Linked DNA regions of Muntiacus reevesi: region 1 is linked to region 2. A link is a contact called in public Hi-C data. All regions are on one chromosome and are shown on one strand. Each heading gives the region's core, a stretch centred on a gene start, on an enhancer-like site or on the middle of the called end of the contact. The rest is flanking DNA. Distances are from core to core; before and after follow the strand shown.

Evidence for each region. Hi-C and Micro-C count contacts between places; a contact is called where the count stands out from the background.
Region 1: a Hi-C map of muscle shows a contact between it and region 2, with 6 times the contacts expected there. The contact joins the promoter of FBXO15 here to the promoter of CNDP2 in region 2. A contact is called at or near these places in 2 of 3 Hi-C or Micro-C datasets (blood and muscle).

What each region holds. Positions count from the first base shown.
Region 1 is chr4:4,580,739-4,587,030 of mMunRee1.1, reverse strand. FBXO15 (F-box protein 15) reads right to left here and starts at 3,983. Exons shown (of 10, transcript XM_065932300.1): 1 at 3,506-3,983. The coding sequence starts at 3,633. It overlaps TIMM21 (translocase of inner mitochondrial membrane 21), which reads left to right and starts at 4,301. Exons shown (of 6, transcript XM_065932302.1): 1 at 4,301-4,889. The coding sequence starts at 4,589.
Region 2 is chr4:4,361,964-4,367,818 of mMunRee1.1, reverse strand. CNDP2 (carnosine dipeptidase 2) reads left to right here and starts at 4,359. Exons shown (of 12, transcript XM_065932293.1): 1 at 4,359-4,420. It also overlaps the pseudogene LOC136166240.

The sequences.
Region 1 (6,292 bases), core at 2,734-5,233, 220 kb before region 2:
CATTTTTTCCCTTAGCACACCTCACCAGACACCACACATTTCACTCGCCCACCGTCACTGGGGTGGAAGGGCTGTGCTGGCAGGGCTTCTGCATGAGTTCTGTTCACTGCCTATTCTTCAGCACCCACAACACACCCAGCATGAAGAAAGCATTCAATAAATATTTGCTAAATTAATAACACATTGATCAAAAATGCAGATTCTATCAGCATATACTACAAAATCTTATATTTCTATTTCTCTCTTCAGAGGAAAAAACCAAACACATACACACAAAGAAAAGCAGTCTGCAAGGAAAGATAACAAGGTATTAACTGGTAATACATCTGATTCACAAGATTAGGGGATTACAGAGTTTTTGTGGTCCTTGTTTTTAAATAGAAGCCGGAAGATTGGAGAGAACACAGTGTACTTTCTAATATTTCCTGTGTACTGAAAATGTAATGAATTGTAAGGGAGGGTTGTTGTTCTCATTTCAAAACTGAGAAGCCCAAACAGAGGAAGGTTTGGGAGCACAGTTTTCACAACAAAAAAAAACATCCTTTCGGCTGGAGCCTTTGTTCTCAAAGGCCCCCAAGCATTCTGGGTTCCAGGTCTTCCAAAATCTGGGAACACACCCTGCAGAAAGCTCAAAACTCCTTTGAAGCCTCGTATTTAATATGAAAAATTAATGCAAATATTGCATTCTAATGGGTAACTTATCAGTGTTTGTCTTATTATAAAAATGTATTATACTACCCACCAGTTATTTAACATTTTCCCCAAAGCTATTATGTTAGTTTTCCATGTCAAGAAGGAATCCCCTGCCCACTGGCTCATATCTGTTCGAAGTACAGCCTATTTGTTTCTGTTTTGTTTTTCCGTGATTAAACTAGATCTCCCAAGCCCCTCATTTCCAGAGCAGAAGACTAAGGTTCTAACGAGGTAATTAACAGTGACGTCTGTGTCACCATACATCGTATCGTTATGGACTTTACCGTTGAGAGCACATCTGCATTTCTCCATAAAATAAACTAACTGCACATTCTACAGGGCCACACAGTTCACCACCAGCAAGCCCCACGCGTGGCACAAGGCTCTGTGTGGCTACCCAGTTAAGCAGTGCACATTAAGCTTTATAACTAGGAAGATGACATTTAGTTTAAGACCGATTTTTTTTTTCACGTGACAGACTTTACCTGATTGCTTTGAATTAAGTTCAATATTTTAAAAACCTACTTGCTGGGCCTGATTCTTAATATTTGATAAATCAAAGAAATTAGACCAAGCAGAAACTAAGCCAACTTGACAGCTTTCTGTGATATTCTTACAGTTTAAGATATGTATTTATACAAATTCATATTTTGTGTTAAAAAGATTTAAACATATTAAACATTTTGTGTGATTCTTTATGAAAATCTAATTCTTTCTGCCTCGAGACATTAAAAATAACCACCTACTTAGACTATAACCATTCTTAAGATCTGACTTTTCTTGACCAAAAAGAATTTATATATCACCAAATCACAGACTGCCATGCACACTTCCATGCCAGGCATAATTACAGGCATTCTAACTACATCATTTCAACAAGAAGTTCACTCAACTTACAAAGTAATAGAAGATTCATCATGTAACAATCATCCTGCTTCCCACTAACAGAGCCTTATATATAAAGACTAATTTTAGTAACAGTGGCAAATTGATTTAAAGTTCAATCTTCCTACTTTAAATTCCTGTCTTTCTCTCCTACATAATAGAAATTTTGCAGGCATTGTCACCATTGTGTCACGAGGCTTGTGATATGCAGCCCGTTAACAGCTATTCTCAAGAACCAACTATCACCGTAACACCTAGGGAGGGGGGCCCTGCTTCTGAAACTAGGGTAAAAGGGGTAATGGATCCCGGCAGGATGGACACAGGACAGTCCAGGAGAGTCAGAGGAAAAAAAATATACCTTAAGTAGTTGAGCTGGTAAGTAGTAGTCGTGTAGTGTTAGTCACTGCTTAGTAACAGAATCCTTTTCTGTGCTTATACACAGACATCTGGCTTATTACAAGGCATAATATGGCAGACTTTCTATATCCGTAAATTGAGATCTACAAGCAAAAAGAGAGTCTCCAAGAATGCAAACGGTCCTTAGCACTATTCCTCCACCCTGCAATCTAACTGGGAAGACCGGTGCAGAGCTAGGAACAGCTCATGATGAAAGAAAGAGATGTAATAAGACATGAAGAGAGCACCAGGGATACTTCCTCCGACACTTGGGCCACTCACTCTGTGAAGCGAGCCACTGTCCTTGGAGTTAAGTTGAAGTTCCTTCTGGAAAGCAGTTGCCACCTCCTGCGCCCTGCCCCTTCCCCACCTCACTCCTCCAATCTCCTTCTGTGACTGCAGAAGAGGACCACCCTTCAGGCCCAGGGTACCCCGAGAGAACTGGAGCGAAGACAAGCCCCCTGTCACCAGAACAACAACAACAACACACACACACACACACACACACACACACACATCCCTCCTCTGCGAAGACAAGCCCCCTGTCACCAGAACAACAACACACACACACACACACACACACATCCCTCCTCCGCGAAGACAAGCCCCCTGTCACCAGAACAACAATACGCGCACGCACACACACACACACACACACACACACACACATCCCTCCTCCGCGAAGACAAGCCCCCTGTCACCAGAACAACAACACGCGCACACACACACACACATCCCTCTTCCGCGAAGACAAGCCCCCTGTCACCAGAACAACACACACACACACACACACACACACACACACACACACACACACACACCCCACCACCCCCCCCCCTCCTCCGCTTGGACAGGAAGACTGCAGAAAAGAATCAGGGAGCGAGCATGTAGGGATGTCTATTAACAAAAGGCATCCCCCCGGGGTCTGCTTAGAAACACAAATCTTGCCTCGATGGCGAAGGTGCAGCTCCCAGACTAGCCTGCCTAACAGCGTTACCTGATTAGGGGCTGAGTCCTCCGTTCGTGAACTGGGGGCAGGAGAGAAAATTGATTATGTTTTGTTAAGTATTATCGACTTTTCTAAAGTCATAAAAAAGACAAAAGGTGACCCCCGGCCCCAGAATTAGGAAACAACTTCGGGAACACGCTTTGGAGGGGGGCAGTGCCGGCGACCCGGCGCGGGAGAGCGTAGATTAGCACCTGCCCCCACAGGTGGGCGCGTCCACGCGGCGGCTCTCTGCGAGGGCTGCTCTGGGTCTAGGGGCTCTCACGCCGTACCCCCAGGGCCCACTAACTGAATGAACCGAGGAGACACAATATTCCACGGAAGCTCCTCGACTTGTACCGTGACTTGGGGTAACCCCACGCTCCCAAGTTTTAGACACTTCCTCTCTTCGTCCTTCCAGACCTTTCCCGCGAACAGGTCGGAATCAAAGAAAATAAAGAGAAAGGGAGGCGGGGGAGTGAGGGGCTACTCCCGTCGGGGCTCCCGGGCACCCTCCCCCACCGCACCCCACCCCCGGAGAGTCACCTGAACCCTGCGCGCCCCGCGGCAGCCCCGGGGCTCCCGAAAGCTGAGCCAAAGCAGCCAAGCGGCTGGGGCCGCGCCAAGAGGCACTGCCATTGCCGCTGCAGGAGCCGGCCGCGTCCGGTCGCCATGGATACCCAGCGCCGACGCTCCTCCTCTGGAACCCCTCGTCGCTGGCGCGTGCGCAGAGGCGCTGTAGGGGGCGGGGCCGAGTACAACTCCGCCTGTCAGCCGGCTTCGCGGGCACGGCGTCAGCGTCGACGCCGACGCCAAGGACGCCTGGCGGCGGCTAGACGGTAGCCCACACTCTGTGGCCCGGGCGGGCTCTGAAGCGGCTTCGCCCTCCCCACCTGCTAGCTCTGGGGTAGTCTGCGCTGCTTCCTGCCCGAGTTGTTTAAAAGAACACCAGACGAAAAGGCTACATCGTCTGCCCAGAGGCAACAGCAGGGCCACAGTCAGACCGAGAATTCCCCAGTTGGCACGGCCCCTTCTAGAGAGACACCGGGACGGGCGGTTTGTAATCGCGAACTTGATTTTTAAAAGTTCCTGAAGTTCGCAGTGCCAGGGACTCCCATCCCGCCCGCCACCAACAAAGCCCCGCCTTCCTGTCAGGCCGAGTCGGGCGGTGCCCGCGCAGGGGCGTGTGGGAAGCCCCGAGGCGTCGGCGCGCGCCCCCGGCCGCCTTGCACTGTGGGAGATGTAGTCCTTGAGCGTCCCGCACCGCGGCAGTTCCGGCAGGAGTGCCGCCCTCGAACTACCACTCCCAGGAGTACTAGCGGCCTTCCAGGTCCCTTTGCAAGGGGCCTGGCGAGGATCGGGTGAATGTCAGCGGAGAAAGGAATCCAGGTACTTTCAGTCCAGTGAAAGGAGGGCCGAAGGGAAGGGCAAGTGGGCGTCAGCTCCTTTCCGGAGACGTTCTGTCTTGATTGACGCAGCTGGAGCTAACGTTTTTGCCGAACACGCCCGTGCAGCGTCACCGGTGTGGACGCGACGCTCAATCCCGCGCCCGGCCGGGTGTGTGGCCGGTCGCGAAGGTCTGCTCTTCATAGCTGGCGTCTTCCCTGAGCGGGGCGGCCTTCCAGGAACATGATCTGCACTCTCCTGCGAGCTGTGCGGTGCACGGAGAGGCTGCACGGGTGCCCCGGGAAGCCTTGGTTTCTGCCACACTCCGTGCCTCACAGAGCTTGCTCGCAGACGGAGCCCAGGTGGAGATGGGGGCTGCAAGAGCAGAAGGCGACGGCGCGACCTAGGTGTATTTGGGGAGTCACCCAGAGGTCCATCTGGACGCAAGGACGGAGCCCCCAGAGCGCGAAGGAGGACGGTAGCAAGCAAGTGTCTGTGCACAGGAGTCAGGGCGGGGAAACCGTCCTCTCGACGTCACAAAAAGGTAAAGGGGATTCCGTGTAGCGATCAGTCTCTCAGCAAACGTGACGGGAGCTGCCAACGCCCTTTATATGAGTTCAGAGCCGAGAATAAACAGTTCACGCAAATTAAAAGGTAGAACTGTTCAACACAGTTCAGAAGCAGAGAAGATAGGCCTGCAATTTTCTTCCCAAGATTTGAAAACTGACCTTTGAAGGCTGATTTTGATACAACTTTGCTGAATAATGTCTGTAAGATTTTTCTCAACTTTTATTTTTTGGTGTGGAGAGAGCTTAACAGACAAGTAGATTTCCCAGGTGTTACTTCATCTCATTTGAATCTCACCGTTTACTTTTTCAGACAGGACTCAGTAGTATGTATAAGGCTTATTTCCCCAGTTTCACACAACTAAAAATTGAATGTGAGTATTTCTAATTTCAGTTTCCTAATAGCCAAGCCATTACCTCTTAGGACAACCACACCTGTCTTTAGTCTCCAGGAATTGGACTATCTCTCACATTTGGCCCTTAGATGCAGTGCTGTTTTTTATTTACTGTTTTGATCAGTGGGAGACAGTTTTAGAGGCTTCCATTGGACTTTACTCATTATGGTATGGTGGGCAGTGCACCTCAAAGAACCTAGTTTAGGGACTATTGTTGCTGATGACTGAGTATAGCCGTTCCAGTTATACTTTGAAAATCAGGGAAATGACCATCTGGTAAGTCCAGCTGGGTAGCTGTGACCCTCTTACATGCCAGGCTCTTATATTACATAGCCACCACAGGTACTTAACAGAGGGACCACAGAGACTCTTTAGTTATTGATGTCAGCTCAGACTCTGTCCAGTGGACCTTGAAGTGTCCCCTTTTCCAGCATAGGGTCACCAAGTTAATGGCCAAGGGCCCTGGTGAAGGACCAGGGGAATCTATACTTGCTCAAGTGCCTCCTGATGGAATTGGCCTTCCTTCAGTAAATGAATGCCAGGAGTGAAGAGCGGTTCAGGTCCAGAAACCGAGCTGTTCATTGCTGTGACTGTTCCCACCTGGCTTCAGTGCTGGGCCATCCCCAGGACTGTCAGAGCACCGCCTTCTATAACCTTGTGAGCAGTGTTTTCCAGGCCCTCCCTCAGGACAGCCGGCCTTGGTGTGTGACACCCCCTCCACCACACCCACAGCTCACCGTGGCAGTGCTGTCATTTTTGCTTCACTTAACGTGGCCCATGCTCACTCCGTCTTTCCCAGCGTGAGCCGAGCTGTGCATCAGCTCCCAGGCTACTTGTCAGACTTCACTGTTTGATCAGAGAGTGCTGATAGGCCAGCTCCCACTCGTCCTGGTCTATATTTGCACCCCTTCCCATCTCCCTTGGGATATAGCTGGCTCTGCTGGTGGGGCCTCCAGCCGCTTCAGGGTTGGGGGGCCCGTTTCCTC
Region 2 (5,855 bases), core at 3,110-5,609:
TCCTTCCAGTGAATATTCAGGGTTGATTTCCTTTAGGATTGACTGGTTTGATCTCCTTGCAGTCCAAGGGACTCTCAAGAGTCTTCTCCAACACCACAGTTCAAAAGCATCAGTTCTTTGGAGCTCAGCCTTCTTAAGGTCCAACTCTCACATCCATACATGACTAATGGAAAAACGATAGCTTTGACTAGACGGACCTTTGTTGACAAAGCATTCTCTTTGCTTTTAAACACACTGCCTAGGGTGGTCATAGATTTTCTTCCAAGGAGCAACTGTGTTAATTTCATGGCTACAATCGCTGTCTGGAGTGATTTAACCCAGAAGAAAAATTTAACACTTAGAACTTTCTAGTTATAGGGAAGTAAATACTAATTTAAATTTTATACATATTCTGTTGCAAAGTATGATAGCATTATCAATAAAAGACGTGGATTTGGAGTCAGACGCAGCCATGGCAAAACTGGAGATGCTGCGAAAACAAATTGAGAAGAAAGGTAAAAAGAGAAGCCAAAATCTAGTAAGACTGAAGAGGCAGCAGAAGAAAAGGAAGAAATGATTTCTCCCAAAACTAAAAAGGTTAAAAAGAAAGCAGAGCCTTCCGAGGTTGATGTGGATTCTCCTAAATCTAAAAAGGCAAAAAAGAAAGAGAAGCCAGCTCAAGATGAGACTATTTCTCCTAAAACCACAAGTTTGAAAAAAATCAAAGTAGCCCTGTGAAAAGACAGTTGTTTCTCCTAAAACTAAAAAAGTTATAAAAAATGGAGAGCCTTCTGAGGAAGAATTGGGTGCACCTAAGCCCAAAAAGATGAAGAAAGAAAAAGAAATAAATGGAGAAATTTGAGAGAAAAGCCCCAACCTCAAGACTGGATCCCCTGACTCTGGACCTAACTACAACTCCAAGGAAACTGCCAGTGAAGAAAACAGTGAGTTGGAGCAGGAATGACTGTGGGGCAAAAAGAAAAAGCTTCTTCTAATTTCCCTATATCTGAAGAAATGATTAAACTTCTCAAAGCCTGTGGGGTGACCTTCCTGTTTCCTATACAAGCAAAGACGTTTCACCATGTCTACGGTGGGAGGGATTTGATTGCACAGGCGCAGACAGGAACTGGAAAGACATTCTCCTGGCTATCCCTTTGGTTGAGAAACTTCTTGGAGACCTGCAACACTGGAAGAGAGGCGTGCCCCTCGGGTACTGTTCTTGCACCCACAAAGGAGTTGGCAAGTCAAGTAAGCAGAGACTTCAGTGACATCACAAAAAAGCTGGCAGTGGCTTGTTTTTATGGTGGAACTCCCTATGGAGGACAAATTGAACACATGAGGAATGGGATCAATATTCTGATTGGGACACCAGGTCATATCAAAGACCACCTGCAGAATGGCAAGCTGGATCTCATCAAACTTAAGCATGTTGTCCTGGATGAAGTTGACCAGATGTTGGATATGGGCTTTGCTGATCAAAGTGGAAGAGATTTTATGTGTAGCATACAAGAAAGATTCAGAAGACAATCCCCAAACATTGTTTTTTTCTGCAACTTGCCCCTACTGGGTGTATAATGTTGCTAAGAAATACATGAAATCTACATATGAACAAGTGGGCCTGATTGGTAAAAAGACACAGAAAACGGCAATAACTGTAGCGCATCTGGCTATCAAGTGCCACTGGACTCAGAGGGCAGCAGTTATTGGAGATGTGATCCGAGTGTACAGTGGTTTTCAAGGGTGCACTATCATATTTTGTGAAACGAAGAAAGAAGCCCAGGAGTTGTCACAGAATGTGACTGTAAGACAGGATGCCCAGTCATTACACGGAGACATTCCATAGAAGCAAAGGGAAATCACCCTGAAAGGTTTTAAAAATGGTGATTTTGGAGTTATGGTTGCAACCAATGTTGCTGCACGTGGGTTAGGCATCCCCGAGGTTGATCTGGTTGTTCAAAGTTCTCCACCAAAGGATGTTGAATCCTACATTCATCATTCTGGGCGAACAGGCAGAGCTGGGACAACTGGGGTTTGCATCTGCTTTTACCAGCACAAAGAAGAATACCAGTTAGTCCAAGTGGAGCAAAAAGCAGGAATTAAATTTAAATGAATAGGTGTTCCTTTTGCAATAGAGATAATAAAAGCTTCTAGCAAAGATGCCATCAGGCTCTTGGACTCTGTACCTCCCACTGCAATCGGTCACGTCAAGCAATCAGCCGAGAAGCTGATTGAGGAGAAGGGACATGTGGAAGCCCTGGCAGCAGCCCTGGCCCACATTTCCGGTACCACATCGGTAGACCAGCGCTCCTTGATCAACTCAGAAGCGGGCTTTGTGACCATGATCTTGTGGTGCTCAATTGAAACGCCAAACATTAGTTATGCTTGGAAAGAACTTAAAAAGCAGCTGGGTGAGGATATTGATTTCAAAGTGAAGGGAATGGTCTTTCTCAAAGGAAAGCAGGGTGTTTGCTTTGATTTCCCTACTGCATCAGTAACAGAAGTACAGGAAGAGTGGCATGATTCATGGCTCTGGTAGCTTTCTGTGGCCACGGAGCAACCAGAGCTAGAAGGTTCATGGGAAGGATATCGCAGCTTCCAAGGACAGCGGGAAGGCAGCCGAGGTGTCAGGGGACAGCAGGAAAGAAGTAGAAGCTCCAGAGGACAGCAATCAGGAGGTGGCAACAAAAGTAACAGATTCCAAAACAAAGGTCAGAAGCGGGGTTTTAATAAAGCTTTTGGACAGTAACATGAAGTAGAGGATTTATTTGGCAAAAACAGAACTATGTTCAGCAATGTGGAACTGAACTTTATTTTTCATACAAAGTTAAAAGCACATTATATTTCCTTCCTGACCACTTGCCCAGTCCGCATCTTTTGTATAGAGAAAAGCTTCATCTAAATTATCTCATCTGATTGATGAATGTCATTTATAACTTTATTGCTATTTCCGTCTTGGGTATTCCTTTGGAAAAGGTGTATGGATTCATTACATATTCTAATGTATTGTTTATAGATTTTAAGATAAAGTCAAGCATGTATCTGCTGATAATTTTTAAGTTGACCTGTCTTTATACTTAGAAATGTCTCTTAATAGCAGGCTTCCCTGGTGGCTCAGATGGTAAAGACTCTCCTGCAATGCAGGATCTCTGGGTCGGGAAGATCCCCTGGAGAAGGAAATGCAACCCACTCCAGTAATCTTGCCTGGAGAATTCCATGAACAGAGGAGCCTGGCAGGCTACAGTCCATGGGGTTGCAAAGAGTCAGGCATGACTGAGCAGCTATCACTCAGGTAGATACGTGTTACAACTTGACAAAATTCTGTGAGAGATGTTGATAGAAACAGGATTTTGAAGGAAAAACAAACCATGTTAAAATTTAGGTAAATTTTCTAATAAAATTTTGTAACATATTTACAGTATGTGGGAAACTACATCTCTTGCAACCACTAAACTTGTTATTACAACAACAATACAGAATGTAGGGGCGGTAAAACTTTTGCCAAATATGGGGGGTAGTACTCTAAGAGAAGGAGAAGAAGGCATCAGAGGATGAGACGGTTGGACGGCATCACCGATGCAGTGGGCGTGAACTTGGGCAAACTCCGGGAGACCGTCAAGAGCAGGGAGGCCTGGCGTGCTCGGTCCATGGGGTCGCAAAGAGTCGGACACGACTGGACGACTGAACAGCACCACCACTCTTAACAGATAATCGTACCCCCAAGGATCCTTGGAGGGCTTAAAAAGATGATAGCAGACGCTCAATAAATAAAAGTGGCTCTACTTCCTTCATTAGTCCCTGTGATTACTGAATTTAAATACTAAAATATTTCCTCACTCAGTCATGGTACTGGCGAAGGACTGGCGAAACAAGTGGCAAAGCGTGAAACCGCTGCACGCTCCGCACGTCCCTTAGGAGCTGGGCCGCGGGAATGAGACTGTCGGCGGGAGGTCTGGGTTTTTTTTTTCCCCTCTCCCAAAGCCTGAGGGTTCGGGGGGGGTGGGAGCCCCAACTTCAGACGCCGCTGCACCAAAGACCACCTCTCAAACCTCATCGTGGAGGCACCAGTGGGTAGAGGAAGGTCACCACCCGGGCAGGTGCTCTGGAGCCCCGCCTCCCCGACTGCAGCCCCGCCCCATCCCTGCCCAGCCTCCCCGGCCTCAGCCCCGCCTCCCCGGCTTCAGCCCCGCCTCCCCGATTTCAGCCCCGCCCCGCCGCAGTCACGTACCGCGTGGTGAAAGGCGGGGCGACGGCAGGGCGGGGCGACGCTATTCCCAGAAAGGCCCAGGATTGATGGACGGCACGGAGGCGGGGGCGGGGCGACGCCGGCTCTTCCGGAAGGGATCCGGGATTGGCGGGCGGGGCGGGCCCGGTGGGGGCGGGTCCGTCCCGGGGGGCGTGGCCGGGGCACGTGGTGCGGAACCGGCGCTGCAGCTGCGGGCGGGTGAGCGGCCTTCTCCCGGCGGAGAGGTCCCTGAGGGCGGCGGGAGCGGGGCGCGATGCCGGGATGTGGGGCCGCGGGCCGCCTCCGGAGAAGCAGGGGAGGCCGGGCGCGGTTGGGGAGCCGCTGATGCCGGCCCGCCCCGAGGGCCGGCGCGTGGCCGTCCCAAATGGCAGGAGAGGGTGTTGGGTCAAAACGCAGCCCGCTCCGCCTGGGGGTCGGGGCTCTGAGACTGCGGGGGGCGCGCCGGCCTGTTGACCCTCCCGCGGCGAGGCCCGCAGAGAACGAAAGCCTGGCTCTCCCCGCGGAGCCCTTGGCGGTGGTCGAAGGTTGGTGCTGCGCCCGCGGGGCAGAGGCCCGGAGTCGGGGGTCTCTAGCCCCCCGCCCGCACTTGAGGCCGGAAGGTTGCTCTGAGGCAGCGTCCGCCTTCCCACCGGTCAGGTGCGGTGATGCTTGGTTCCCGGTCGGCCTACACTGAGTCCTTGAGACCCTGGTCCTCGCGGGCAGGGCCTCCGACCCGCCCCCGCCGCCCTCACAGGATCCTGGTGCTGACGCAGCGATCTGGTGGAGGTTTCTGCATGCCTTTGTCGTCCCTGGTGTTGGCAGGGAGGAGTGGCCGAGGGTCATTTTGTAGACCTGTATGTTTGCGATTGGACAAACTAGAGGGTTCCGCCCCGTTTTAGTGGTTTTTACGCAGACTTAAAGCCAAGATTCTGGTGTGTGTTAAGTCTCTTCCTGTGTCTTGAGTTAATGCGGGACAGGATGGGGCACTCATAACTGAAGGAATCTTTTATAGGTGTCACTGGATGGTCCCGGGTGCTACCCTGTCACTCCTTCCTCTCACACTAGTTCACTGCCGAGGCTGTTTCTCCCTAGAATTTTAGATTCCAAGAGTGCAGTGTGCCTGGCACTCTTCAATTTGGTAATACTTGCTTTTATTCCCTCCAGCTCAGGACTTTTACCCTCCTCAGTGTGGTTCACCAGGACATATAAAAGTGGTCCCACTTAATGGATTTGGTGCTGGCAGTAGTGAAACAGGAAAAACTTGAACTGTGAGTGGGAGGGAGAAATGGACCCGGCCCCACCCCTCTGGGTGAGCAGTTCATAACAGCAGTAGCTTTTCACCCGGCCTGGTGAGGTGGCAGGCCGTGCTGAACAATCTGGTCTCTGTTTACTCTCCTTTGGTTTAAAAAAAAAAAAAGAAGTGCAGCTTTGATAGTTCCATCTTTGACTTTAGCTGGAAGGCCATTGCTTAATCAGGCCACAAAGAACATGGTATTAATGAGAATTTATCACAGTGAGTGTGGGATCTGTGCTATTTAATGACCAGAAACTCAAATGAAAATTACCTGACTTAGCGTATTTTCCTGCTAAATAGAGGTTTCTTTTGTGATTGAAAACTTTGACTTATGTGCAGTGCCTCAGCATTTTTGACCCC